6 separate regions of the Mus musculus genome follow, and all the other regions are linked to region 2. A link is a contact called in public HiChIP or PLAC-seq and promoter capture Hi-C data. All regions are on one chromosome and are shown on one strand. The core of a region is the stretch at or near the end of the contact, and the rest is flanking DNA. Distances in the headings are between cores, read along the strand shown. Region 1 holds the start of Dhps (deoxyhypusine synthase). Region 2 holds the start of D830024N08Rik (a long non-coding RNA gene). Region 3 holds the start of Best2 (bestrophin 2). Region 4 holds the start of Ier2 (immediate early response 2). Region 5 holds the start of Gadd45gip1 (growth arrest and DNA-damage-inducible, gamma interacting protein 1). Region 6 holds the start of Tnpo2 (transportin 2 (importin 3, karyopherin beta 2b)).

The links. Promoter capture Hi-C pulls out the DNA fragments that hold promoters and counts their contacts. HiChIP or PLAC-seq counts read pairs in DNA pulled down with a chosen protein or histone mark. Capture Hi-C pulls out chosen DNA fragments and counts their contacts.
Region 1: a contact with region 2 is called in a promoter capture Hi-C map of pre-B cells, with 5 times the contacts expected there. The contact joins the promoter of Dhps here to the promoter of D830024N08Rik in region 2. A contact is called at or near these places in 2 of 39 promoter capture datasets (hippocampal neurons and pre-B cells), 1 of 115 datasets of contacts at active chromatin or transcription factors (microglia) and 2 of 9 other capture datasets (adipose tissue and liver).
Region 3: a promoter capture Hi-C map of hippocampal neurons shows a contact between it and region 2, with 4 times the contacts expected there. The contact joins the promoter of Best2 here to the promoter of D830024N08Rik in region 2. A contact is called at or near these places in 3 of 39 promoter capture datasets (hippocampal neurons, liver and pre-B cells) and 1 of 484 Hi-C or Micro-C datasets (B cells).
Region 4: a contact with region 2 is called in an H3K27ac HiChIP or PLAC-seq map of double positive thymocytes, with 5 times the contacts expected there. The contact joins the promoter of Ier2 here to the promoter of D830024N08Rik in region 2. A contact is called at or near these places in 1 of 39 promoter capture datasets (pre-B cells), 1 of 484 Hi-C or Micro-C datasets (B cells) and 1 of 115 datasets of contacts at active chromatin or transcription factors (double positive thymocytes).
Region 5: a contact with region 2 is called in a promoter capture Hi-C map of liver. The contact joins the promoter of Gadd45gip1 here to the promoter of D830024N08Rik in region 2. A contact is called at or near these places in 1 of 39 promoter capture datasets (pre-B cells) and 2 of 9 other capture datasets (adipose tissue and liver).
Region 6: a promoter capture Hi-C map of pre-B cells shows a contact between it and region 2, with 5 times the contacts expected there. The contact joins the promoter of Tnpo2 here to the promoter of D830024N08Rik in region 2. A contact is called at or near these places in 3 of 39 promoter capture datasets (hippocampal neurons, liver and pre-B cells), 1 of 484 Hi-C or Micro-C datasets (B cells) and 1 of 9 other capture datasets (liver).

The regions. Positions count from the first base shown.
Region 1 is chr8:85,068,264-85,073,160 of GRCm38.p6, forward strand. It overlaps Dhps (deoxyhypusine synthase), which reads left to right and starts at 3,494. Exons shown (of 9, transcript NM_001039514.1): 1 at 3,494-3,790; 2 at 4,189-4,353. The coding sequence starts at 3,584.
Region 2 is chr8:83,573,148-83,577,528 of GRCm38.p6, forward strand. It overlaps D830024N08Rik (a long non-coding RNA gene), which reads left to right and starts at 1,379. Exons shown (of 3, transcript XR_003947410.1): 1 at 1,379-3,169. It overlaps Tecr (trans-2,3-enoyl-CoA reductase), which reads right to left. Exons shown (of 13, transcript NM_134118.5): 2 at 1,331-1,381; 3 at 724-775; 4 at 264-308; 5 at 73-176.
Region 3 is chr8:85,012,963-85,017,290 of GRCm38.p6, forward strand. It overlaps Best2 (bestrophin 2), which reads right to left and starts at 1,446. Exons shown (of 10, transcript NM_001130194.1): 1 at 1,415-1,446; 2 at 420-624; 3 at 228-322. The coding sequence starts at 571.
Region 4 is chr8:84,660,966-84,665,659 of GRCm38.p6, forward strand. Ier2 (immediate early response 2) reads right to left here and starts at 1,887. Exons shown (of 1, transcript NM_010499.4): 1 at 366-1,887. The coding sequence starts at 1,786. The coding sequence ends at 1,121.
Region 5 is chr8:84,830,290-84,835,164 of GRCm38.p6, forward strand. Gadd45gip1 (growth arrest and DNA-damage-inducible, gamma interacting protein 1) reads left to right here and starts at 1,993. Exons shown (of 2, transcript NM_183358.4): 1 at 1,993-2,351; 2 at 3,819-4,875. The coding sequence starts at 2,002. The coding sequence ends at 4,137. It overlaps Rad23a (RAD23 homolog A, nucleotide excision repair protein), which reads right to left. Exons shown (of 9, transcript NM_001297606.2): 9 at 4,638-4,875. It also overlaps a transcript of Dand5 not described here.
Region 6 is chr8:85,035,439-85,040,303 of GRCm38.p6, forward strand. It overlaps Tnpo2 (transportin 2 (importin 3, karyopherin beta 2b)), which reads left to right and starts at 1,455. Exons shown (of 25, transcript NM_001364032.1): 1 at 1,455-1,539; 2 at 2,897-3,051. The coding sequence starts at 2,953.

The DNA of each region.
Region 1 (4,897 bases), core at 2,244-4,743, 1.5 Mb after region 2:
GCAGACCTTTCTCTCTGCTCCTTCTGCCCCCTAAGGCTATAAGTAGCCTGGCTCAGCTCTTCTCTGAACTCCAAACTGTCTTTTTAATAACTCTCTTCCACTTCATTTTAAAATTCTAATGGGGCTCTGAGATGGTCTCATAGCCCACGCTGACCTCGCCATCCTGTTCAAGTCACTCTTGCGTCTCGTCCGTCTTACCACGTTCACTCCCAGACCTGCATCCAGCACCAGCATCCATCTCGAAGGCCTTCATCCCTCAGACACCTCCTTCTCTGCCTCATGGACCCTCATGTCAACCTTTAAGTGAAATTCTCAGGCTGCTTCCTGCTGCTCTTCCTGCTCATGCCACCTGCCTTTCTCCCTAGCCCAGCCCCACTGGTCTGAACCAGTACAGTACTGGGTCCTTGCCAGCTATCCTATGCCTTGCTTCATTCCTGGCTGTTTTGGATATGGTGGTGTCCACCTGTGATCCTGTCACTGTGAGGGATGACCTGGGCTACATAAAGCTCTATGTCAAACAGAACAAGAAGCAATCTGGGGTGGGAGGTGGAGTGGTTGGCATTATGTATATGCAAAGCTACTCCAGAAGCAGAGCTGGAAAGATTGTCTGCTGGGAGCCAGGATTTAGAGAGCAGCCTGGGCCACACAGGGACCCTGTCAAGAAAATGAAGAGAATGTCCCCTTGTTTTGAGGCCTCTTACAGTAAACTCATCCTCTGCAGAGTCTACCAGATTACCTCTTGGAATTTCCTGTTATTTACGTGATCAACACCATTATTACCCAGACAGGGGCTATATCATTTAGACTAAACTTTGACTCCTGGGCTAAGATGGCACTGACTCATCCCCTTGAGTAGCCAGCCTGGGATTCGCATCACACCTAGCCTGCTTATCATCCTTCCCCTTTGTCCCTTAAGGGTTATCCTGACACTGTTCATCTGTTCATTCATTTGTTCATTCTTTCTTTTACCAGGGTATTAGCCTGGCTGAACTGCTCCAACAAAGCCACAGAGTGAATTGTATAAACCCTGGGAATTGTTGCCTGGGTGGCTGGAAATCTGACATCAAGGTGCTGGTGTTGATTTCTCTAAAGAGGATTGCTTCAGCAACGTCTTTTACAATTTTTATCTTAAGTTGGGGGCAGTGGTGGCACAGATCCCAGCACTCGGGAGGCAGAGGCAGGTGAATTTCTGAGTTCGAGGCCAGCCTGGTCTACAGAGTGAGTTCCAGGACAGCCAGGGCTACACAGAGAAACCCAGTCTTGAAAAACCAAAACCAAAAAAAAAAAAAAAAAAACAAAAAAACAAAAAAACCCAAAACAAACAAACGCATAATTTTTTATTTTAAAATTGCATTCATTATCTCAGCCCTCAGGAGGTAGAGGCAGGTTGATCTCTGTGAGTTGAGGCTGCCAGGTCTACATAATAAATTCCAGGCCAGTCAGTTCCATGGTGAGACTGTCTCAAAAAAAAAAAAATTATTGTGTGCGTTGAGGGTAAGGTAGTTGCATGTGAAACCGGTCAGAGGCTAACATTCTGAGAACCTGTTCTACCACGGTGGCCTTGGGATTGAACTCAGGTATCCAGGCCTCCTGACAAAAGGCTTTACCCAATAAGTCATGTCTTACCAGCCTAGAGACCAAGTTCTTGCTATGTCCCTACCTGCTCTTCCCTCTGCTTGCTGATCATGGTGACTCTGAGCATAACAGCCATTACTATATGTATATGTATTTTAAAAAAAGATTTATTATTTATATGAGTACACTGTAGCTGTCTTCAGATACAGCAGTAGAGGGCGTCAGATGTCATTACAGATGGTTGTAAGCTACCATGTGGTTGCTGGGATTTGAACTCAGGACCTTCCTAAGAATATTCAGTGCTGTGCCGGGCGTGGTGGTGCACACCTTTAATCCCAGCACTTGGGAGGCAGAGGCAGGCGGATCTCTGAGCTCGAGGCCAGCCTGGTCTACAGAGTGAGTTCCAGGACAGCCAGGGCTATACAGAGAAATCCTGTCTCAAAAAACCAAAAAAAGAATAGTCAGTGCTCTTAACAGCTGAGCCATCTCTCTAGCCCCCCCGCCATCACTATCTTAGTCAGAGTAGCCATAGCTACCTTCATTCAACTTTTTCCCTAGAGGAGGAGGAGGAGGTGATAAGTATCATGGATTCAAGTCACTTTGCCCTCCCGGATGTATGCAGACCTCCCTCCAGGTAGTGGTACTGGGCACTGATGGCAGATATTGGTTAAATGAAGGGGATCGTTGGAAAAATAGTGTCTCTGAAGTCTTTATGTAATAGGAATTTTCTGGGTCTTCTGGTCTTGGCAGTTTTCACCAATCACCTTTTCCTTCAGCTCAGGTTACCAACTCCTCCTCCTCCTCTTCAGAGAGAGAGAGAGAGAGATTGATTGATTGATTGTAGGCCAGAGGACAACCTCATATGTCACTCTCAGAAGACATTCACCTGGTCCTCAAGCCTGTGTTATGACCTTGTGCATGCATGGCCTGCTGTGGCGGTCAGAAGAGAATGTATGGGAATCCAGACTCTTCTTCTATCGTAAGCCTTTGGCTACTGAGTCATTCTGCAGGCCCCATCCCAAGGATCTGCCTGTCTCTGCTTCCCCAGAGCTGGAATTACTGGTATTGTCAACCCCCAAGCCCCTTGAGTTCTGGTAATTGAACGCACATATACAATCCACACTCTTGCTTTTTCAAAAAGCAAGGACCATACTAACATCTATTTCCCTAGCCACACAGGTCCCTTTTGTTAAGACAGGGTCCTGCTCTCTATCGTTCAGCCTGGCCTGGAACTCGAGATTCTTCTGCCTCGACCTCTGGATTGCAGTGTGTCCCAAGCCTGGTTTAATCACTAAACCATTTTCTGTTTCATCATACTATGGTCACCGGGAGGTCAGAGGTCTTGTCCATTGCTAAATCTCAGCTTCCAGCAGAGAGCACTATTTCTAGTCTAGACTACACAAACCAGAAGAAGGGGTGCCCCTGTCCTAGGCTCAGTGTATCATTAAGAGGATGCATGATAGATTCTCAGCAAGCTTCTCGTGGTAAATAGATGGCAGTCATCCCTGCCTCCCCAGAGGCCCATGATCCAGTTAAAATTGAGCTATGGCTGGAGGGGGAAAAGAGGAGGCAACAAAGTTTGTGGAGACTGGAAGAAGCATCAAAAGAAAACACTATTCCATTTGACAAAAGGCTGCAACTCTTTTTTTTTTTTTTTTTTGCCTGATGCCCTAAGTCGTGTTCAAGGACACCGTCCAAGAAACAATCACTTCGCTCATGGGGGACAAGAATATTTGGACAGAGAGACAGCTTGCAAACTAGGCACTTCCCTATGCTTGAAGCTCAGTAACAGCTCCTGGACCACATGTACGGAACACAGGGATAAAATGGCGGCTACCAGGACGGCGGGCGCTGCCCAAGGTCACGAGACCAAGTGACTTCCGGTTTCGTCGCCCCACGCCCCCAAGGCTCTCGAGTCGCACTTCCTGGGCTCCGGCCGACCTCGCTGAGGGATTTTGCGGGTCTCAGGGCGCCGAGGCTGCTGAGACCTGAGAGCGGCCGCGAGCACATGGAAGGGACCCCGCCAGGGGCGGCGCCCTCCTCGGCGCTGGCCGCCGTGCTCAAGCACAGCTCAGCGTTGCCGCCCGAGAGCGCCCAGGTCCAAGGCTACGACTTCAACCGCGGCGTAGATTACCATGCGCTTCTGGACGCCTACCGCACCACCGGCTTCCAGGCTACCAACTTCGGGCGCGCGGTGCAGCAAGTCAACGCCATGGTGAGGCGCGGGGCCACCCGGGCGGGATGCCGGGCCGCTGCGCGCGGATTTCCGCGTGAGCGTCCGGGAGAGGGCGGAGTCCGGGTAAACTAGAGTTCTGCGATGGGTGGAGCTTGGAGTTAAAAATCCAAAAGGGCTTTGTAGGAGGAGCTTAACGCTAGGGGAGCCCGGGGTTCGATTTTCCCGGTGGAAGGAGACTTGAAGATACTGGGTGGTTCTCAAACCATCAAGTGACAGACCTGGACCTGGAATGGGAGGGTTAGGGTCTGCCCAGGGGTTGTGCTTTGGTTTTGTAGTAGTCTCCCTGAGTGCAATCAACCTCTGGAATCCAGGCCAGGTAGGGTACCTCAACTGAGGTTTGGAGTCTTAGTGCAACTTTCCTGTGCCCTTATGACCAGATTGAGAAAAAACTGGAGCCACTGGCTGTAGATGAAGATCATCACGCAGACCTGACTCAGAGCCGCCGCCCACTTACAGGCTGCACCATTTTCTTGGGCTATACTTCCAACCTCATCAGTTCAGGCATCCGGGAGACCATTCGATACCTCGTGCAGCACAACATGGTGGGTCCACGTTAGCTCTGGAACCCCAGCCTCCTTGGGCCAGTAGGAAAAAAAAAAAAAGGGTTATTTTTCAGTTAAGAGAAATGAAGAGGCTCAGAGATTATTTGCGGTCCTGTGAAAGATTTGGGTTTGCTTTTTAACAACCACATGGTGACTCAGAACCGTCTGTAATGGGATCTTTTGATGCCATTACAGATCTGGTGTGTCTGAAGAGAGGGACAGTGTATTCACATATATTAAATACATCTTTTAGTCTTTTTTGTTTTTGTTTTGTTTGAGACAGGGTTTCTCTGTATAGCCCTGGCTGTCCATCCTGGAACTCACTCTGTAGACCAGGCTGGCCTTGAACTCAGAAATTCTGCCTGCCTCTACCTCCCAAGTGCTGGGATTAAAGGCATGCACCACCACCGCCCAAAATAGATTAAAAAAAAAAAAGGGTGTGAGGAGATGGAGTATTGTTCTTTGACATCCCGGCAGTCCTCATGCCTCAGCCTCCTTTCCGAGTGCTGGGATCGCAAGACCGTGCCACTTTTTCTGGCTGTGG
Region 2 (4,381 bases), core at 129-2,628:
GAGTACCCAGAGACAAGGTGAGTCGCCCCAGGGTAGCTGAAGGCAGAGACCAGGGAAGGAGTCAGAGCTCACCGTCACCCAGCTGATCTGGGCCCCGAGGTCCCGGAAGTAGAGTGTGGCTGTGGTGCCCACAGGAAGCTTCTGTAAGACATCTTCATCTTTCAGGGACTTCCCCTCTACAGAGAGAAGTCAGTATTTGGTTACTGCCCTGGTTTCCTGACCCCAAGAGCCCAAGGGATAGGCTGATGGACAGCTGTACTCACTGGGGTCCAGGCGGAGGGACTGGCGGGCAGGATACCACTGCGGGTCTGCCAGGAGAAGGTCAGGGGTTGCATCACCTAATCTGGCAAGGCTCAGCCTACCCACGCCCCAACTTGGCCTGCCTCTAAAGGCTTCCAGAACTCTAGGACCCCCCCCCCCCAGCTCCTCCCACCTGTGCAAGGGCACACAGGATAGGCAGCGACAGATTTTATTTTTTACCCCTTTGGATAGATAGCACAAGAGCATTCCTGCTGGTGACCACACAGGGGCAGCCTGCCCAGTCAGCCGGGCCTCACTCACTGTTCCAGTGTGCTGAGAGGCAACAAGCCGATGAGGGAAAGGCATGCGGAGGCATGCGGGCCCAGGTCACATCCAGAGGGGAGGCAGGAGTGGGGGGTAGATGTGTCGGGAGCGGGGGGACACGTATGTCAGGAGCAGGAATAGGTGTGTCGGGAGACTCACGTGTCTTGGTGAAAAGGGTCTTGATTTCAGAAATGGTGGCCTGAGGCTCTACCTAAAGGAAAACAAGGTGTAAGTCCGGAGGGAGCCAGGCCTAGGATGGGGGAGGGGGTCCAGGTACAGGCAGGTCAGGAACAAGCTAGCTGACTTCACGGGGTACATCCGTCCTCCACCTCCTTTACGGACACAGAGCCCTCCCAAGGCTGCCTTGTCCCTTCCCACACCAGGCTGTCAGCTTCCAGCCCCACAGAGGGGCCCCAGCTGCTCACTCTAGCGCAGTGGTTCTCAACCTTCCTAAAGCTGCCACCCTTAGTACAGTTCCTCATGGTGTGCTGACCCCAACCAGAACATTATTTCATTGCTACTTCATACCTGTAATTCTGCTGATATGAATTGTAATATAAATATCTGCTATGCAGGATATCTGATAGGCAACCCCAATGGGGTCTCAGCCCACAGGTTGAGAACCGCTGCTCTAGATGAAGACAATACCCTTTACATGCCTTCTGAAGGACAGGGAGGGCCACCGATGCCTGCATAGCCCTACAGGAGCTGTAAGGAACAGGGACCCAGCCCTCCTGGCACTTCACCCCCAGGGGTGCAGTCCTACCTTGTCCAGGAAGCACAGCTTCTCCCTCGTCTTTGCATCCCGAATCTCCACCTCAAAGAAGAGGACAGCCTTTTTATGCTTCTTGGCTGCTTTGTGGGGCATGGGCATGGGAAGACCATCGAGGCCTTGGTGGGCCTCTTTGGCTGCCATGCTCAAGCTGATATCCATGCCACAGCCGCTGGCCCTCCTGCTCTGCCTTCCAGTCTGTGGTGCCCACTGCCAGTCGCCAGCCCCCACCTCCGACCTCTCCTCACAAAGCTGCTGTGAGCTGGGCCGGGCAGCATGATCAAATTCTGCCTCGGTGCTGGAAGGGAGCCTGTGTCTGACCAGGCTCAGCCAGCGCCAACGCCAGATGTAACCCGAGTGGCACCAGGGCCTGGCCTGGCTAAATATAAAACCATCTCAGCCCGAGTCCCCACCAAAGGAGCCACAGTCCTCCCCTGAGGGCTACCCTCATACAGGCAGTTAATTGGGTGGGCACAGGCCCTCAGAAGTGCCAGGGGCATGAAGAAGGAAAAGGCCCACAGCCATGGCAGGCGCCGCAAGCCCAGCCCCGGTGTGCAGCCCTGGCCAACAGGTTACCCAGCCTGGGGAAATGCCAGCTATCTGGAGAATCTCCGAGACAGATCATCCATTTCCACTTCTAAGCTGTAAGGGACACTGGATTATTTCCCTTGTGCATTTGTGTTCCCAGGGAGGTGACAAATTCCAGAGGTACTGGTGCAGAGTTCCCAAGTCCCTCCACCTCCCTCTCCACCGCCTCACTCCTCACAGCTCCTACCACATCAGGCCAACACAATGTGCTCACCCATGGACGAGCCTACCAAAGCCCAACACATACCCTCCCAACACATACCCTGCCTGCACCCCTGGGGTCCACAGTCCCCAAAGGAGAAACCTGCAGGCTGAGGCCAGAAAATATGCATAGGGGCAGGGTAAGGAGGCAGGAGCCCCAGGGGATCTGACCCATCGGACCCAGCAGGTCAGAGAAGATGCTCAACACTGCCCATGCTGGCTGGGGGAGACCCAAGGGCTATGCGGAGATCTGCCACTTTTTTCCAGAAGAAGGGGGCATCACAGGCCAGAGAAGCCAACTGTTGCCACCTACATGCTCCCAACAACAGAGGCCATGGCACGATCCCAGATCTGCTAGGGGTCCTTGAGAAGGCATGGGTGGGCCGACATGGTGCTGGCACACAGAAAGTGTATGCATGTGTGTATGTGTGCATGTACAGGTCGGGAAGCCCCCACGGAGGTAACCCTACACAGTGATGCTGCCCTGTAGGGCCTGGGCTTGAGTTCAGAGCAAGGTTCCTATGCCAGGCAGTGGTACCCAGGCCTGCTTGCCCATATGTGCCAGAGCCTACATCATGGACACAGCATACTCTGGGGCAGATGGCTGAATCCACACAAGGACAATCAGTGCCAGACTGAGCTGTCATACGCTGGGACCCCTCTAAAGAGGACCGAGAGGGGAGGAGCACATGAGGAATGTGCTAGAAGGGGCGAGGTGGCAGGGCTCTGGGCTGGGGCTATATTAATAGTTGCTGAGCCCCTAGAGTCCATGTGAATCACAGGAGGGCGGCACAGTGTGCACTGGGAGGGAAGGCCATGGAGTTCCTGCTGAACCACTCAACAGCTTAAAATACAACCAGCCCCTCTCCCTACTGGGCCAGCTGCCGGGGAGGGCTGAAATCCTAGCCTCTCCCCCAGCTGGGGCACTGCAGCCAGGCCAGGAGCCGTGGTGCACCAACTGGTGGGCAGCAGGAGAGCGCGTGGAGAGGGGCCACGGTGAAGAGCAATCCCAAGCCACAAGCTGAGGGACTGCCTGCAGCAGAGGTGAGTCAGGGGGCCTCCCACGGCCTGCACAAGCCCAAACTCCACACAGCCGCCATCCCCCCAGGCATAGGTCTAGGAAGGCCCAGTGGGCCAGGGGCCGTTCTTGCAACTCTCTGAGCCTCTAGATTTATTTCAAAACCAAGATAAAAGGTATGTTAAGTGTAGCAAGAAGGTTGGCGAGATGAAAGAAACCAGACTTTCAGGCCCAGGACCAGACCAGGATAGACAGAACCCGGCTGGTAACCTGGGGCGGGGGGGGGGGGGGACGAAGAGGAGGGGGGAATGCTGAAAGACACATGCTCTTTGTGGGTAAGACAAAGGTGCCAGTCACAGAGGTGGGGGCCTGCATTCCAAAAGGTGATGAAATCCACTAGGTTGTGTACTTTTTTGGGAGGAGGGGTATCACTCAGGGGTGAGACAGGGTCTGAGTTCTTAAACTCAGAATGCTCCTGTCTCAGTTTCCCAAGTGCTAAGGAAGTACAGCTGTCGGGAACACACAGTTGGACTATGCACTCTATTCAGTCACAGGAACTGCACTACAAAAGCTCTGGCTTCAGGGGATTCTATGTAGGGCTCTCACACTGCAAGGCAGATACTGCACCAAGTTACACCCCAGCCCAATCAGTAACAGACAGGCAAAGTGTCCACCAAAAGAGAAAAGACCAAACAGCTCCAGGGAACAGGCTAAGGAGATGGAGGGGAATCAACGTGCACCTTAGACCTTGGTCCCCTCCGCACTCGTCAACCTCTGCCACCCCCACCCCTGCCATGTAATTATCTCACACCCCCATCCACACTGAAGCCAGCCTAGAGTACAACCAGGAGGGGCACCTAAGTCAGGGGTCAGAGGGCACAGATGGAAAGGTGCCCCAGCCAGGGTGACCCCTGAAGGCAGGCAGCCAGCAGGCTCTGCCCATGCTGGGGAGAAATCAGAGCTTAGCGAAGGAAGGACCCCTATAGTGAGATAGATGTTTATCTGGGTAAGGGTGGCCCATGAGGTGTAACCTGAGTCCCCAAGCTGGCCAGGGGCAGAGGTGGGGGACCTGCTGTTGAAAGCACAATAGTCAGGGGTCAAAGACAAACACAAGGGCAGGAGCCCTGGCACGGCACATGCGCTGCTTCTGCGATGACAGTCCCACTAGTCTGTGAAGAATTCTCACCCAGAGGTTGCTATGACGAGGCCCGGCTGCAGCCAACAGCAACTAGGACCAG
Region 3 (4,328 bases), core at 196-2,695, 1.4 Mb after region 2:
CCTGGCTGTCCTGGAACTCACTCTGTAGACCAGGCTGGCCTCGAACTCAGAAATCCTCCTGCCTCTGCCTCCCAAGTGCTGGGATTAAAGGCGTGCGCCACCACACCCAGCTTTGGAGGTTAGATTTGAGTCTTAGAGGGGTAGGAATGGGGGTCTCCAAGAAGCATGGATGGAAAACAGATTTCTCCCTTACGTAGGAATAAGATTCTCAGGGGGCCCAACCTCACCAAGTACGAAAGAGACGGGGATGAGGCTGGCGTACTGGTCGCAGTATATGACAAGCTTCTCGAAGTAGCGCTTCTGCTCTTCTGCCAGTAAGAAGCTGTGGGGTAGGGAATGCAGTAGCTACAGGTCTCCCCTCCACTCCCAGTCCCTTCCGCAGGGCTCAGATCCCCAGCCCCAACTCCAGGTCTTCTCACCGATAGGCGGCGCTTAGTGCCATGTAGAGTCCCAGGAAACATAACAGCTCTCGCCACAGGAGCTTGTAGATGCTTCCGCGCCACAGCAGCAGCAGCTGCGAGAAGCCACCGAAGCGGGCATTCGCCACTCTGGCTGTGTAGGTGACGGTCATCGCTGCGCCTGGCCAGTGTGGCCAATGGAGAAGGTTTTAGCCTGGGTCCGGGCCTGTGAGCCAAGGGAAGATGCTGGGAGGGGCTGATCCTGGGGCTTTCAGTTGAAGGTGGAGGTGCGGGCGACAGCGCAGCAGGTGATGATATCCAATGTCTCAGCACCCTAGCACCTCGTTGCCCTAGGGCGGTCCTCACTCCCGTCCTGGTACCACCCTACCCCAACCCCCAAACGCCCCCCCCCTTTTCCCGGGTCCTGGCCCTTTCTCGAGTTCCCATCTCCCAGTCTTGCTCTGCCTTCCTTCTCTAGACTGATGGTCCAAGCCCCTTGGACTTTATCTTAGGTCCCTCACTCCTAAACCTTTGGATGAATCTAGTCACTTTTTGACCTTCCTCCCACACACCCTCCTATCCCTTTCACCTGTACAACACTCAATCTTTTTGACTTCCTGAGTCTTCAGTTTCTAATCCTCAGGGTTCAATATCCCCCCTCTTGTTGCCCACTCTCCCAAGTTTGGCTTTCTCTCTGTCCTCTCTTGAGACTACAGTCTGCCCCGGCAGAACTACTATCCCCCTCATATTCAGAACTGCTCTGAATGGCGTCTCTAAAGCTCCGGCTCCCCAGTCTGTCCAGCAGCCTCCCTTCCTCTGACAAGGAACCAGCTTACCCCAATGCCCATTTAATCCCCCAGCTCCGACACCTCCAGGCCTTCTTCAGATTCTCCTTTACCTTTCTTCCTTTTGTGCTGCCCCTCCTAGCCTTCCACTCTGCCCCTCTCTCTCCAGGAGTCCTGCCCAAAGCCTGCCAGTCCAGGGCCATTTATTCTCCCAGACCTGGCCCTTCTCACCTGTGGCCGTACAGGGACACAAGGGACAGAGACTAAAAGGGAGGGTGTCTTCAGTATTGGGTGGGGCTGAAGCCAGACTGTTTGGGAAGGAGCTGGGGAGTGGGCGTGGGCAGCCCCTCCCAAGTCCATCCCCTTTAGTTGAGTTACAGCCTCAGAACTTTGTTTGGAGAAGGTCTGCCAGTTTGTCTCCTGGGCAGGGGGGTGGGGTTGGGTGGGGTAGTGGTAGTGTGTGTGTGTGTGTGTGTGTGTGTGTGTGTGTGTGTGTGTGTGTGTGTGTGGTCTGCCTTGTACTTTTTTGCTCCTCTTTGTATCCCTCCCTCCTAGGGAGAAGGTCCAAGGTATCTGGAACCTAGAGCTGAAAAAGCGGGAAGGAGAAGGTCTCTCTCTCTCTCTCACACACACACACACACACACACACCCCACATCCACAGCCCAGCAAGACTGGGTCACCCTTCAGTTTCCTGTGGTCTCAAGCTGTCACAAAGATGCACATCACATTGTAGACCCAGACACACATTTTGCTTCCCTTACCACAGTGGCAATCTACACTGTCACAGAGACTTTCAAGGTCAGCCAGGAATGCTGGCAGCTAAAGGCAGGAGGACTGTCATGAGTTCCATGCTACCCTGGGTTACAGAATGAGACGGAGTCCCACAAACCCAACAGATGGAGAGGTGGCTCAGTGGTTGAGTGTATATTGCTTCTGTAGAATTTGTCCCCCACACCCAGTCTGGTAGCTCACAACCACCTTTACCTCCAGCTGCAGGGGACCCAAGGGCACCTGTACCCAAGTGCACATATCCCAACCCAGGCAGAGACACATATAGACAGAAATGAAAAAGTACATGTGGTGACTAAGAACTCAAACTGCCTGTACTTTCAGAATTTGGTACCTATACCCCTACTGTTGCTTACAAGTGTCTAAAACCCCAGTTCTAGACTTTTTTTTTTTTTTTTTTTTGAGACAGGGTTTCTCTGTGTAGTAGTCCTGGCTATCCAGGAACTCACTCTGTAGACCAGGCTGGTCATGAACTCAGAGATCTACCTGTCTTTGCCTCTCAAGTGCATCAACACCACCCAGCTTGAAATAAATATTTTTTAAAAAACCCAATAGAGAAAAGAAGTCAAAGACACCTCCAAACTCACACGAGAAATAAATGTGGGAGCACCTCTCTCAAAATAGTGGGATAGTCCTAGGGTCAGAGGAGGAACTTGGGGGTTCCTGACATTTGCTAACGTAGTGAAGGCATATTTGCAAGGACTATAGGTGTAGCTTAACAGCAAAAGACTTGTCAAGCATTTGTAAAGCCCTAGACAACATCCCTAGCATCAACAGGGATCCTTACTACAGTTTCATCAACTAAAACCCCAGTGACACCCACCCATTTGTACATTAATATATGGAGGCAGGCATGGTGGCATATGCCCATAATTCAAGCATTTGGGAGGCTATGTATGCAAAGACATCCTAAGCTACATAGTTAGGCCCTGTCTAAAATTTAAAATAGAGAGACATTTTCTCAGTGCTTTCTCTGTTATGTACTGTTATGTTCTGTATGCAGAAACACCCAGACATATACTTAGGTCTCATACTCAACAATGCCCTAAACACACCACCAGGGACACAAATCCTTGTCCCTACATTTGACACTGATTTGAGGCAGAGGTTTTCTCTTCAGAGACACACCAACAGGAGGGCTACTCATAGCCTGGCCCAAAGAGCACTCCCACTGCTACCTCCAACTTCAAGGATGTCTACAGATACACAGGTATGAGAGGGGCAGAGGCTCAGAGAGTAGATCTGGTAGAGATACTCTTGAGTCCCCATGCATTTCTTGCTATCTACCTGCTGAGCAACAGACGTGGGAATGGCCCAGTGCAGCACCACCCCTGGAGGCCCATCTGGCTAGGACTCAGTGTTCCCAGACTGGCAGAAGTCTGCCCCACCCGGGTAAATTAGGAACCAGCTTGGGCTGGCCACTCTTGGACCCATATCTCCGCTGTCCAGCTGCCCAGCAGCCTATAAACTTCAGCAACAAAGGTTGCTGGCTGGGGTGACACTGCCAGCTGTAGGACCTGGGCACTGGACAGGCTGTTCTTAACTATCCTGACTCCTTAGTATGTGTCCTTGAGCTCCCCGCAGCTCATCCCTTCTCCCCCAGCACACACACACACACACACACACACACACACACACACACACACACACACACACACACACACACACATCCTCACACAGTTCTTGATGCCCAGCTGGGCTGGAGGGCAGGTTGCCTGGTTCACATGCCTTCACTACAATAAGCACATGACTCTTACTAAGGTATGAGCAGGGTGCTGGAGGAAGAAAAAAAAAAACCCGTGTGTTTCATCAGCAAGGGAGATGGCTCCTGTATTTCTACTAGCCAAAAGGTGACATACAATCGAAAAGCTAGTATCTGAACCTGGGCAATACGGGCTTGTAGTCTGTAGTCCTTCCCTATAGCTGCCCTGTGTGTTTACATTTGCCACCTTAACGTGCCCATACTGGCTTGCACACACCCTGAGTCCGGCGGGAGGACAAGTCTAAGCTCGTGAATGGGTTCCCCTTCCATGCGCTCGCTCCCTGGCACGCCTAGACCCTGAGTGTACCAGGAACACTTCCTGAGTCATGTATGTCTTCAAGCACCCCCTTTTGTCCCCTTGCACCAAGCAGCTGTGGCTTGGAACTTGAAAACATTCCAAAGTCATGCTTTAGTTCCAGTCTCCAATGCGTCTGCAGGTGCAGAGCAGGGCTGGAGACCCGGATCTGCTAAGTGCTTTCCCCAAGGGTTCTAAGCTCAGCTCAGGCCCCCAACGTAAGGGCTGCAGGAATAAACAGTGGAGGTCTGTGCCAAGGAATGGTAAGCTTTCTCTGAAGGCAGGTTCAGCCTTAAGG
Region 4 (4,694 bases), core at 637-3,136, 1.1 Mb after region 2:
GGGGCTGAACGCAGGTTCAAAGTTCAGTCACCGCCACTCTACCCGTGGGGGCCCTACGCAATTCCGGTCGAGGGGGAGAAACGCCATCATTTAAAATTCCTCAGCTCTTCTTGAAACACTGCACCCAATACCCCCCTCCCCAATTGTAAACTAAGCTTTCCACACACTATTCCCCCAGAGTTTGTTAATTTCTAAGGCACTCCCAAATTACAGGGCTAGCTTAAGCAGGTAAACTTGTGGCAAAGAAATGGGGCCCGGCCTCCCTCTGGCTCCGCACCCAGTCAAACCAGTTCCGGAGGCTTAGGGAGCGGCTGACCCCTTAACCCCACCCCTCCCCCACCAGGGAAGCAAGCCAGACAAGCCGCGCGTTTTACACCGATGGTCTTTATTTTCCTAGCTGACATTGTAAAACTCCAGGTAGTTGCTAATTAAACAACCCACCGTGGGAAAAGTAAACAGACTTTCTTAAACACGCTGGTAAAAAAAAAATTTTCTTTCCTGCCCGAAGAAGCTGTGTCTACGGCAGCAACTACGACCAGCGGCCCACCCGTCCCGCGGTGGTCCACGCCAGGCGATCATCTAGGTTGACCAGTCCCGGGGTCTCCAGCCACTTCAACTCTGATCGCAGATTTGATTGGTTCAGTTCAGGCTCACCCACAGCAGCCTGTGGGGGCGAGGTGACTCAAGTCACTTCCCAGTCCCTAGGGCGGGTCCACACCCTGGCCTCCTCCCAGGCCCCACACCCACGCAAGGCAACAGGAAGCACCCGCGTCTGTCCCATGACGCAACTCTGACCGCTTGCACAAGCGTGCCCACTTGTAGGGGCCGAAACGCGAATGGTAGTGAAACGGCCTTGAAAGGGCAGCCTGGCCCCTAGAGAGTTCGACCCTGAGATTCAAGATCTAGGTGTCCCTTCTCCAAGCCAAGGAAGGGACAGTCCTTTAATAGCACCTATGGACGCACGTCTGGGAGAAGGCGCCCGCGCCCCTCGCTCCTCAGTCCTTCCCCTGGCCTCTCGGCAGCTCGGGCCGCGGCTCTTCTTCACGGCCCCCGCCGGCCTTCGCCTCGGGTGTGCGTTCTCCGCTCCGGTGGCGCCGCTCGAAAGAAGCCACCAGAGCTCTCAGAAGGCCACCACAGCTCGCACCAGCACGTTGAGCATATTGTCGGCCGGGCGGCAGGCTGGCTTGGCCTCGCACGTGGGGGGCGTCGGCGGGGGCACGGCGGGTCCACAGTTCAGGAGACTGGAGAAGCGCCTTTGGAGGACGCGGGCGAGGTTAGGGAAGGCACCTTCGCTTTGTGCCGGAGGAAGCTGCAGGCGATCGGGAACCTCCGACGTCGCCTCCCCCTCCACCTCTTCTAGACGGGCCTTCTTGCTTGGTACCAGTCCGGCATCACTACCGTCGCTCAAATCGCTGCTGCTCCGGCGCTTGCGGCTGACTCTAGCGGGGGGCGGGTCACAGAGCGCAGGGGTCTCCTGGACTCGCAGCACTTCCTCTTGCGTATCCATGGGCTCCGGAGGCTGCACGGCTTCGGGGGACGCTACTTCCACTGCAACTTCGGCTTCCCGCGGCGGGTGCAGGCGAGGGTCAAGAGCCCTGCGGGATGGCGGGAACTCGGGCTGGTGGGCTTCTACCTTGGCTGAGAGGTAGACCTCTCGAGCGCTGCGCATAACGAGGGACAGCTGCAGACTCCGGTGGAGTCGCAAGCCACCTCGCTGCATGCGAGAGTGGTACATCTTCCATACCGACAGAGTCATGATGCGCTGCGCTTCTTTCTGTACTTCCATGCTTGTTCGACGAGAGTAGTTAAGTCGAGAATGGGTTAAGACGGGCGGTGCAGCCCAGACGACAAGCTTACAGCAGCAGGTACTCTGCTAGACGTTCGGGCGAGGGCAGCAAGCCGGAGCCTTTTAATATACTGAGAGTGACGTCACTGCAACACCACGCCCAACCAGAGGGCCTCATCCGGGCTTTCCACAGTGGCTAGCGAGTCCTTAAAGCAATAGGGATAAATTTACGCCTCGAAGGAAAAAGGACTTAACTACTGCAAGGAAGAACTTCCCCACTGCACCTTAAGACACTAGGTTCTGGGTTCTCAGAGTCACCAACGGGCCAGAGGATGAGGCCCACCAACGAGACGGATAGTGGGCGGTAATCTGACTGCAGTGGGGAAAACCCGGGACCGGGGTACATTCCCCGAGGGCACCGTTCATCTTGCCTACCAGCCTGCTAATTAATATTTTTTGAACAGTAAAAACGCTGCTACTTATTAAGCAGTTACTACACGCCAGTTACTACAGTGTTGAACTTTCTCTTTTTATTCAATGTCTCTGATCTCTCACCTCCACTCCATAGAAGATACAGTTTTCCAGGTGAGAAATAGGCAGCCACCTGACCAATATTTACTAAACGAATGATTATATGATTATACTATGGCGAAAGGATCAACTAAAGCCTGCAGCCCTTCTATCTCCACCTTTCTGGACATGGGTGGAAAGTGGGCACGGACACTGTACCCCGTAACCACAGATATCCACCACCTCACGACTGCTCTTTACTTTCAGCGTTAAAGATCTCCCAGTTTTCCGCAACCCAGTGGCATGGAAGTCCCAATGTCCATAGGGCCTGCGATCTTCCCTTGTCAATAGAGCAGTTTTCTGCCTTCATGCCCTCGTGAACGGAATTACTCCAAGAAAGACAGATATCTGGGTCGAGATGGCACAGTGGGTGGAGCCACTTGTTGCCAAGCCTAACGAACTCAGTTCGATTCCCGGTCCCACCGGTCCCACGCCGTACAAGAGAACAGACTTCTATACGATGTCTCACACACACACACACACACACACACACACACACACACACACACACACACACACACACACACACACACAGTAACAAAGAAAAGAAAAAAAGAAGTCGGTTCCACTTTGCATCACTTCCCAAGAAAAACTTGCTTCTAGTTGCAGAAGGGAGAAAAATTCAAATAACCCCTTTCATTTGCTGTGCAGGCCCTTTAAGAAACACCCCCTGCCAGCGGGCAGACTTCCCGCCACTGCAGCCGGCCGACTTCCCTGGCTAAATTTGGATGTAATGACGTAGGTTGGCGCCGCGAACCACTTCCGGATGCCCATATAAGAACAAGGGCAGCCGGTCTTAGCCCGAGGAGAGGGCTTCCGGGGCGGGGCCCCTTCCATCGGCGAGCACGCCCCTCCAATCCAGCCCTCAGGAGCCTAACTAAGTGTTGTCTCGGGTCGTTCGAGTCTGTTTGGTGCTACAGTTCTTTGGACAGTCTGCACGGCGTCCCGGAGAGAACTCGATGTTTCCTTCTCTCATGCTCTCACACGCTGCGGCACCGTCATGCGGGATGAGTCCGGGTGGAGTGAGATTCGCACCCTGTGGAGTTACGGAAAAACATCTTCGAAACCCTCCTGCACTCACATATGTAGAGGACAAAGTACTCAGTTCTTGGGCTGTTCTTTCTTCCCGTCTTCCTGGGGAAACTACCCGTGTACTCAGTGTTGGCGGCACGTCCCTTTACCTGCTGAGCCACCTTGCTGGCCTTTTATTAATTTTTTTTTTTTGAAACAAGATATCACCTTTATAGTTTCAGCTGTCCTGCACTGCTTCTGAGTGTTTTTTCTTTCTTTCTCCTTCTTTTCTCCTTTTTTTCTTTTTGTATTTTACCTGCTTGCATGCCTGTGCCAGAGGAGGGCATCGGATCTCCGGACATTGGGTCAGTTATGTGGGCGCTGGGAATCGAACCTGTGTTCTCTGAGAACAGCAATCATATTTTGTTTGTTTTGAGACAGGGTCTCACTATGTAGCTCTAGCTGTCCTAGGACTCATTTTGTAGACAAGGCTGGCCTCTGCCTCCCTAGTGCTAGGATTAAAAGCGTGAGCCACCGTGCTCAGCTACAACCGCTGAGCTAGCTAATTAATGTATTCCGTATCCCGCTGTCATCCCATAAGAGTTACACAAAAGCAAGATTATTGACATTGGCTAAAAAGGAAACTGAGGTTCCACAGTTGAGGTCCGACCCAGTTTTGTAGTAGGCTGCCAGTATGTGTATGCCCACAACCAAGATGGCCGAGGTGCAGGCGGAAGTCCACACGCTTTGGCCCTCTAGCGCCGCTCTTTCTTTTTTGGCGGTCGGGCTCTCGATGGTGGCATCCCTGGCGCGAAGGTGGCACCATGTATCGCTTTCTGCTAGGGAACAAGTTAGTCTGCTCCTGCTGGTTGGGGGTTCGAGCTGCGGGGAGGAGGGGATGATGATGTGTCTCTCTAGGATCCTTTGTAGTCCGAGGGTGAGTGACGGTGTCGGGGAAGGGGTGGAAGGGAGCCGTCTCGTAGCTAGTCAGTGCCAAGGTGTAGGCCACCCAGTGCGTGGGTCTCCCTGTAATGGAGTGAAAGGGTATTTGTTGGGATGTCTGGATCTCGGTTGGTTTGGGACCTCTGCCTGGAGTCGTGCTCCAGCAGTGAAGTGCAGAAAGCTGTGAATATGGTCTGTGGGCTGCGCCAGCGCTGGTGCGAGCCCCTGCAGGGAGACTCTGTAGTGGTCGGAAAGAGCTCGACTGAGCTGCGGAATAGCCTGAGTAGCATCATTGGGACCTCTGCGACTTGGAAGAAACGACTATATCCTGGAGCTTTAGAGAGGTGGCAAGGCAGAGCCTGTGGCCACGGTAAGGGGTTGTGGG
Region 5 (4,875 bases), core at 743-3,242, 1.3 Mb after region 2:
TAATGGTAGCAACTCAGAGACAGAGATAGGAACGGGAGCTCACACCTAGGCTGGATACATAGACCATCTCAGCAAAATGGAAGGGAAAGATGAGAAGTACAGAGCTATGCAGCCCCTACCCTGAGTTCTCTCGCACGGGCTCTCTCTGTCTCTCTCTCTCCATTTTATTTTGGTTGAGACAGGATTTCTTTGTATCACACTGACTGTCCTAGAACTAGCTCTGTAGACTAGATTAGCTTCCAATTTATAGAGATCCTCTACCTCCACCTCCTGAGTCCTGGGATTAAAGGTGCCACCATGAAATTCTGATCCTCTTGCCTCCATCTCTCCAGTGTCAGGATTATAGATATGCACTACCATGTTTAGTTTATGCCATGCAGGAGATGAAACTCAGGGCTCTATGCCTACTAGGCAAGCATACCATCAACTGAGTCACATAACCAAATGCCATAAAGTGGATCATAAATGCTTAAGATAAAAGGGAAGGCAGTGGTGGCGCACGCCTTTAATCCCAGCACTTGGGAGGCAGAGGCAGACAGATTTCTGAGTTCGAGGCCAGCCTGGTCTACAAAGTGAGTTCCAAGACAGCCAGGGCTACACAGAAAAACACTGTCTCGAAAAACCAAAAAAAAAAAAAAAAAAAAAAAAAAAAAAAAAGGTAAACTGCACATGATGGTCTCAGATCTTTAATTTCAGCACTGGGAAGGCAGAGGCAGAACCCTGTAAGTTCCACAGTGAATTCCAGGCCAGCCAGCTGGCACTACATAACAAGACTCAAAAAAACCAAACAACACCAACACACACACACAAACACACACGACCAAACAAGTTAGAATCCATGGAGCTGGAGAAATGGCTGAAAAGTTTAAAATATTTCCTGTCTTCCAGAAGACTTGAAGAATTTGGTTTCTTGTATTCAAGTCCCTTGACAATTGCTTGTAAGGCCAGTCTGAGAGGGTTCCATTGGCTTCCACTGGCACCCACACATGAGGCGCACACACACACACACTAAATCTTTTTAAAGATTTAAAAGGTAACATAAGCCTAAATATTAAAGTAGAAATATTTAATATATTAGAGAAATTTAAAAGCACAGATGTGAAGGGAAATAAAATATACAATAAAGCAGACATATTTAAAGCATTAATATTTCAAAATTAAAAATCAAAATGTCAAATACAGTAATTTAAATAATACTGGCACACCAGTTTTTTTCTTTTCTTCTTTTTGTTGTTGTTGTTTCTCTGTTTAACAGCCCTGGCTGTTCTGGAAGTCACTCTGTACACCAGGCTGACCTTGAACTCACAAAGATCCGCCTGTCTCTACCTCCAAGTTATGAAATTAAAGGCATGCGCCCCTACCGCCCGGCCAACGCACGCCACTTTTAAGTCTTATTTTAAACAGGCTCATTACCGGTCATCCTAGCACAGGCGAGACTGATTTAGAAATCGATGCCATCCTGAATTATGCCAAGAAGTTCCAAGATGACCTGGCTACAGGATGATATCCTATTTCAAAATCCCAAATGATGGCCGGGAAGAAGGCTCGGAGGGTAAAGGCATTTGCCACCAGGCAAGATGATTTTAGTTCTATTCCCACAACTCTTGCTTGGTGGAAGGAGAAAACCGACTTCCCCAAGCTGTCCTCTGACCTCCACTTAATCACCAACACTTCAACACTTTCGTCCCCCAATAAATAAACTGCAGAAATCCTTTCTTTTTTTCTTTTTTGATACACGTAGTCTTGGCAGCCCTGGAACTCATAGAGATCCTCCTGCCTCTGCCTCCTGATTGCTGGAATTAAAGAGGTAAGCCACCAGCCATACAATATTCTCTTAACAAACAATTGCTCCCCCCGCCCCACCCGCATTAAACGTTCACCTGCGCCGTACGGACTAAAGCAGCGCGGCGCTCCTCCGCTCCCCGGCCGGAGGCCCCCGGTGTTTCCGCCGCGCAGGCAGCGCCGTAGCCAGCCCCGCTGCCGCGAGGACCCACAGCCAAGATGGCGGCGCTCGCAATGCGGAGTGGCTATCTCCTGCGGCTCTCTGTGGCTCTGGGTCCCAGGTCCCGCAGCTACCGTGCGCCCCCGCCCCCGCGCCGCCGTCCCGGGCCCCACTCGCCAGACCCGGAGAACCTGCTGACCCCGCGATGGCAGCTAACGCCCCGCTATGTGGCCAAGCAGTTCGGACGACATGGCGCCATCTCCGGGGTGCCCCCGGCCTCCCTGTGGCCCACCCCAGAGCAGCTGCGCGAGTTGGAGGCCGAGGAGCAAGAATGGTACCCGAGCTTAGCGACCATGCAAGAGTCGCTGCGCTTGCAGCAGCAGGCCTTGGAGGCAAGGCGCCAAGCCAGGTGGGTGTGATGGGGCACGTACCCCAGGGCCCCGAAACCAGGAATCATCCGTAGTAGGCACGCGGATCCCTTGTGGCGTGGGCTTAAACATTACATGTTAACTTTGCTGCAAAGCAGACATCCTTGTAGTCATTCAACTGCAGTTTTTGGTTTTTTGTTTTTTTTTTTTTCTTTTGGTTTTTCGAGACAGGGTTCTTCTGTGTAGCCCTGGCTATCCTGGAACTCACTCTGGTCTCGAACTCAGAAATCCGCCTGCCTCTGCCTCCCAAGTGCTGGGATTAAAGGCGTGCACCACCACCCCCGGCCTCAACTGCAGTTTTAATGTTTGTTTTTACTTGTCCTCTTCCTTTATCAGTAGCCTGCCCTTTTATTCTAAATAGCAAGGACTCAATTAACCAGAACTCATTTTATTGCCCAGGCTGGCCTCGAATCTAGGATCCATCTGTCTTTACCTTCTGAATATCTGCTATTACAGGCCTGTACCAGTCCCAGCCTCAACTCTATATACTTCCCTAGTTACTCTGCAAGGATATAAGGACCCACACACCAGGGAACAAAGCAGACAGAGGATTCGGATGATGACTGAGGAACCCCCCCCCCCCAAGGAAGACAAACACAGTTAAAAGTGCATGCTAGCTCTTGTGATGTTTAAGCAAATCCCCATATAACCAGATACTGTTACTGGAAAAATCTCAAGGCATGAGTTCCCAGTAGAGGGAGCAACTGTTGCAAAGGCCCTGAGGTTGAGAAGTGGGAATGATGATTCTCAATTAGAGAACAGCCCAGGTGAAACCTTTTATCACAAATAATCTGGTCTTGGTGGAGCACACCTTTAATCCCAGCCTTCTGGAGACAGGCAGGTTAGATCACCGAGTTTTGAGGCCAGCCAGCCTAGTCTATGTAGTGAGACCCTGTCTTGTGTGGCCACCGTAGCTAGGTAGTGGGACCTGAGAGCAGTGATGGACTCTGAAGTCTGGGGTAGAAGTCAGAAAAGAAGGCACATGTGATCAGATTTGAGGAGAAAATGGAGGCAAACCAGACATTTGGATCGCCCCTTCTGGTGCAGGGTTCAGGGCTGGTGAAATGTGTTGCTGGTATTTAACCTTATCCTCACAATGTTAAAAGGACAAGATGACCCTTTTTACAGATGAAACTGAGGCCTGAAGAAGTCAAGTCAGATATCTAGAGTCATGCTGGCATTGAAGGATGGAGCTGGTCCCCCTTTCTGTCCCACCCTAGCTGATAAAACTTGTTCTTTCAGTTTTACTATCCTAATCTTATCAGTGTACCTACAGATTCACAGGACTGGAAAAAAAGTTGTCCCTGTCCCTGAATTTGGACCTGGCGTACAAGCATGTGGAATCACTGAGGACATCCATGACAAGGGCATGAGAGTGGTTTTACTAAACAGCTGGGTGAAATTCAGATTTGCCTTGGTCTGCCCTCACTGTCTGCTTTCCTATACAGGGAGCAGCGTATCGCAGAGTGCATGGCCAAGATGCCACAAATGATTGAAAACTGGCGAAAGCAGAAGCGAGAACGCTGGGAGAAAATTCAGGCTGACAAGGAGCGGAGGGCCCGGTTACAGGCTGAGGCCCAGGAACGCCTGGGCTACCACGTGGACCCAAGGAGTGCTCGCTTCCAGGAACTATTACAGGACCTAGACAAGCAGCAACGAAAGCGCCTAAAGGAAGAAAGACAACGACAGAAGAAGGAGGCACGAATTGCTGCTATGGCCTCTGCTGAAGCCCAGGACTCAGCAGTGTCTGGTGAACCCAGCTCCTGAAAGCTCCCTTCCCAATAAAGCCAGCTGCTGACAACCCATATTCTACACATTCTCCCTCAAGTTGTGACTTCCTGGGTCGCCCGGCTCATTCCCCAACACCTGGGCGGGAGAATCCCTCCACCTGGCTGTGTTCACACCTGGACACTAGGCCATGCCATGAACTGGGGCTTTGGGGAGAGAGAAAGGGGAATGGATGGGCAAATAATGAAGGAGCAGATGGCAGGAGAGGAGGAGGCTTCTGTTTACCAACATTAATCTCCAGTAATTAGCCAATTACCAGGGGGAGTACAGCCAAACAGACTGCATGATAGAAGGAGCAGCAGTCCTTCTAGGGTTGAGCTGAGGCAGGGGCCCAAGTTTCCAGAGGGAGGAGATGCTGGGGCCCGTCTGTAAGGCTCCTAGGCTCCTCCCCGTTTCTCAGCATGCCCACTTCACCTGTGCCCCCGGCTAGCTCAGACTCACAAACAGCTGTGAGAAGCTCCAGTAGGCATGAACCATTATTAGGGCTCATTTTTAAAACTTTATTCACGTCAAAACCTTTATCAGAGATGTGGTTCTGTCCTGGGGAAGGGGTGGCCTTGGCCTTCAGAACTGATGATAACCCCTTTTCCAGGCTGGAGGCCAAGGCCAGACTGGGGAGAAGGCCTTTGGCTTCTAACATAGACTTACTCCAGATGGAAAGATCTGGGCCACTCCAATAGAGGATCAAAGCTTAGGGCTCCAGCTTCCCCTCATCAT
Region 6 (4,865 bases), core at 205-2,704, 1.5 Mb after region 2:
CTATAATGGTGTACGGCTGAAAAGGAAAAACTACTGAATTCAAACGGCAGAAGCATTCATGACCTGGCTCTTGCCTAAATTGCTCTGGGCAATCCTCATCTCACTTTTAAGGTAGGTTAAGGGATTAGGTCTTCTGATCGAATTTAGCTGCCTTGTTTTATTTTAGAAGTTATTGCCAGGGGCTGAATAAGATGACTCAGCGATTAAGTGCACTTGTTGCTTTGCTACAGGACCCTGGTTTTGAGTGCCAGCAATCGTATATGGCAGCTCACAACTGTCTTGTAGCTCTAGTTCCAGGAGATTCAACACCTGACTGTCTCGTCAGAAACGTGATGCAGACATAAATGCAGGCAAAACAAACATAAATCCGGTGGCGCATGCCTTGAATCCCAGCACTTGGGAGGCAGAGGCTGGCGGATTCTCAGTTCGAGGACAGCCTGGACTACAGATTGAGTTCCAGGACAGCCAGAGCTACACAGAGAAACCCTGTCACGAAAAACAGAACAAAAAATGGCCACGTGTTATTTTTCAGTCCCATGTAAAAAGTGTTTAAACAGCATTGAACAATAACAGGACAGTTGCTCTAGTAAAATCCAGCACCGCCAGCTGCCTGCCCTGCTCTTTACGTCGGTGTAGTGCTGTTTAGGGGAGCGAAAGAGAAAGTTACATTTTAACCCCCTCCCCCAGTTTCTCTGTGTAGCCTTGGCTGTCCTGGAACCAGTTCCATAGATCAGGGAGTGCTGGGGTTAAAGGGGTGCGCCGCCACTGCCCGGCTTCATTTTAACTTATTTTTGATCAAAGGGTTTTGTGATGTAGCTTTCCTGGCACCAGAGGGGTCTACTGTTGCCTTATTCCCTATCCCTGCCCTCCCTCCCTCCCAATCCAGTTCTGAGGCACGCCGGACTGCGGAACAGTTTAAATTTTAGGGAGTTGTAGTAAGGACACGGTTAGCTGTAGTTGAAGGATTCCTAGGTCCATTACACACCGAAAACACCCATGCACTACTAAATTTCTAGCTCCAGCAAAATCTGCAACTCAGTGGGGCTGGGGCCAGTTAAGAGTACTGTGGGCTCTCGTAGAGGACCCAGGTTTGATTTCAGCATCCACATGGCTCACCACCACCAGCTTCACAGGCATCCAATGCAATCTTCTGATCCCCACGGCACTGCGCGCACATGGTTCAGACAAAAATACCAATATACGTTAAAGAAGAAAGAAGAAAGCTGCAGTAAGGAAAAGGAAACGAGACGCTGGGAGGACCTAATGGCAAGAGAGGCCTAGAGGCGGTACTTATTCTCTCACGTGACTCAACTTGGCCAGGGCCACTCTGTGCCAGATCACGTGTGAGTGCTTCGCTCTCCGATTGGCTTTGGTAGGCCAGTTTGAACGGCGTACGGAAGCCGAAATTGTTCATTTCGGCCGCGTTTAATTTTTTTTTTTTTTTTTTTTTTTTAATTCCCTGCCTCTGGCTCCCTCCTTCCGCGCGAGCCTCTGGAGAAGCTGCAGCACTTAGGCGCCGCCGCTGCCTCCCGGGGCCTGGTAGGTGGGCCTCGCTCGGCCGGGGCCCCTTGGCTTCAGCTCGCCTCGAACCTCCCTGGGTTCTGGGCCTGCGCCGCGCGCCGCCCAGGCGTCGGGGTCGCGCCCGGCTGAGAGGCGGGGTACCGGGTTGGGCCAGCTCTCGAGGCCGGCAGAACGGGCCGGGCGGGGGAGGGGGAGCTGATCTGATCTCAAGGGGTGGGGCCTCGGCGCCCGGGCAGGTTCGGGTGCCACGAGATGCGGGCCAGTGGGGCGGCTGGGGTCGGGCTGGAGGGGCGCTGATTGGGGGAATCGTCGGGGGACGTCGCGTGGATCGGGTGTGTGTGGGGATCTGTTTCGGCGGGGCTTGGTTGGGTCTGATTCGGGGGAGACAGCCTTGAAAGTTGAGAGGGGAAGGTTGTTTAGTCCTAATAGGGAGGGGCGTCAGACTTGAGACCAGAGGGCTTTGCTGAGTCTGGCTGCGAGGCGGTGGTGGGATCCGTTGAGGGTAGCGCACCGGGCGGGTGTTTGTGCGGGACTCTGTAAGGGAAGCTGCAGGGATTGGACGGATGGGGTCTCCGACGTGAAGTGATCGGGGGTGAGGGGGTGGGAGGGGGCTTAGGGGAATTTGATTGGGGGAGCTGCCAGAGGTCCGTCAGCATTAATTCCTGCTGACTGGGGCGGAGGGTAAGAGCTAGAGAAGCTTGGCCAGATCTGATTGGGGGCAGGCAGCGGGCATTGGGGGCTTTGGTCGTGGGTTGGGTGATTCTGACTGGCTCTCATTCAAAGAGACATTGGAAACCTATCGGGTATTGCTTGTATTCTGGTTAAGGAGGGTCACAGGGCCGCGTCTAGGTCAGAAAGGGGGCCATGTGGCGTCTACTGAGCTTGTAGAGCCGGTTTAGAAGAGGGAGCAGGGATGAGCAAGATCTGGGCGCTTAGGGACCTAGAGGAGCTCAGAAATCTAGGAGGCGGCTGGCATCTAGTGGAGCTGGAAGGCTGGATTTTGGGGAAGGGAATCCTCGTGGACTGAGCCTTCACCTGAAAGACCGCTGGGGCGGGGCCCCTCGCCCTGGAGGGAGGCGGAAGCCGTGAGGCCCGTAACCGGGGGCGGCGGTGGCGTGGATCGCTTTGGAAAGAGGGTTCCTCGTTAGGCTCGATGTGGATCCGTCGCGCCCCCGCCGCTGGTCCTGATGGCCCGCTTTTATATTCCCCCCACTCGCACTCCCGAGCCCGCGACTGCGTGGCCGAGGATGGCTTAGCTGGCGGGGACCCCGCACTTGGACAGGCGCGGATTGGAGGCCTCCGCTTCTCGGCGGAGAGCGCTTGCGTCTGCATGCAGCCGCCTCTGCCTCGGGGACTCAACTTGGGTCTCACACAGAACTCCAGCGACCCAGCGCTGATCCAGGCTCCTACCCCTGCAGTTCGCCTTGCGCCATGGACTGGCAGCCAGACGAGCAGGGCCTGCAGCAGGTCTTGCAGCTTCTCAAAGACTCGCAGTCGCCCAACACAGCTACTCAGCGCATTGTGCAGGATGTATCCTTCTTTCCTTCCGGGGCTCACGGAACAGTGCCGATGTCTGCACCTCGTGAAGGCCAGAGAGGGAGGGACTACTTCTTGATTCCCAGACTTTTTCTGCTGAGAGAGAACATGAATTAAAGGTTTAGGTCTTTGGTTCCATTTCTGGAGTGGAGAAAATGATGGGCATGTCTGATGTTCACTGAGTACTTAATCCTGTAACTGTTGAGTGTTGGTAACTTTCCTTTAACAGACGGGAACCTGGAGGCTTAAACAGGGAAAATGCCTCAGCAAGGACCCAGGGTTAAGAAGTCCAGCCATCGCAGATTTTAGTGGTATGCCTTGTCAGAATGAGGGTAGATAGGTAGGGACGTTGGAGTTGCAACATGAGTGTTTTTGAAGTTGAAAACTTTTTTCCTAAGAGCTCTTTATATCATATACATATATATGTAGATAGATATAGATTAGTTTTGTTATTAATTTGATACACCTATGAAGAGGGGCCTTCAGTTGAAAAATTATCTCAATCAGATTGGCCTGTGGGCATGGCTGTGGGAAATTTTCTTGATAATAATTGATGCTGGTCTGTATAAGAAAGGTTGGTGGATGTGAGTCGGGGAAGGAACCAGTAAGCAGCTTTATGCAGAGGTTTCTTCTTCAGTTATATTCCTGGAGTTCCTACCTTGGGACTTCCCAATGATGAGCTAAAACAAACCCTTAGTGTTTTATCACAGCAACAGAGAAGCAAATTAGAGTAAGATCAGAATTTTAAATGATATATGGTCATGACAGCATCCACCTTTAATCACAGCGTTCAGGAGGCAGAAGCTAGTGAATCTCGGAGTTTAGGAGTAACCTGGTCTTATGAAAACTTTCTCAAATAAAAAAATTGAATGTTTGAAGCAGTATCAAATTTCACTTGAAAATGGGACTAGTCCATCACCTTTTCCTGCAGGGCTGAGACTGGAACATACAAGCCTAGAGCATGCTAGCCACTTGCTTTATTCTTGAGCTGCACCCCAAAGTCCTGCTCCTGAAACTCAGCCATTCACTTGTGTTTTCTCTCTCTCTCTCTCTCTCTCTCTCTCTCTCTCTCTCTCTCTCTTTCTTTCTTTCTCTCTTTGAGACAGGGTTTCTGTCCTGGAACTCACTTTGTAGACCAGGCTGGCCTTGAACTCAGAAATCCTCCTGCCTCTGCCTCCCAAGTGCTGGGATTAAAGGCGTGTGCCACCATGCCCAGCTTTAGTTTTCTCTTAATGGCACTGGAGACTCAGTGGTCTGGTCTCACACATGCTAGATGCATATTTTACCACTTGAGACCCCTTGGCTGGTTTTTCTTGTTCTTTTCTTTTTCTTTTTCTTTCTTTCTTTTTTTTAGTCATGGTCTTTTAATATAACAGATTAGTTTAGAACTAAATATGTAGCCAGGTTCTCCCTAAACTAAGAGTGATCTTCCTGCCTCAGCTTCCCTGGGGCTAGGGTTTTAGGCATGCACCACACTCAAATAGCCTTCCATTCTGCTTGAGAAAAGCAGGCATCACTGGAATGCCAAGATCAGAAGTGAGTAGCAGCTGCCAGTTTAAGAGAAGCCTAGCCCTCTCCTGTCCTGGTAAGGATATAAGGGTCATGCAGGAGTTCAGACATGTGCCCTAGTTCCTGTGTGGACTTGATCCTCCTGAGAAGGCCCTGTGGTGCTGAGGTTAGAAATTGAATTGATGAGTATTATCTGAGGAGTTGGCTGCCTAATTGATTTGGTCACTAGCATTCTGAGCAATGTGGCACTGGGAGAATATTGCCTAAGAAAGGCTCTTGCCTCTCAAGTTCTTTGGTTT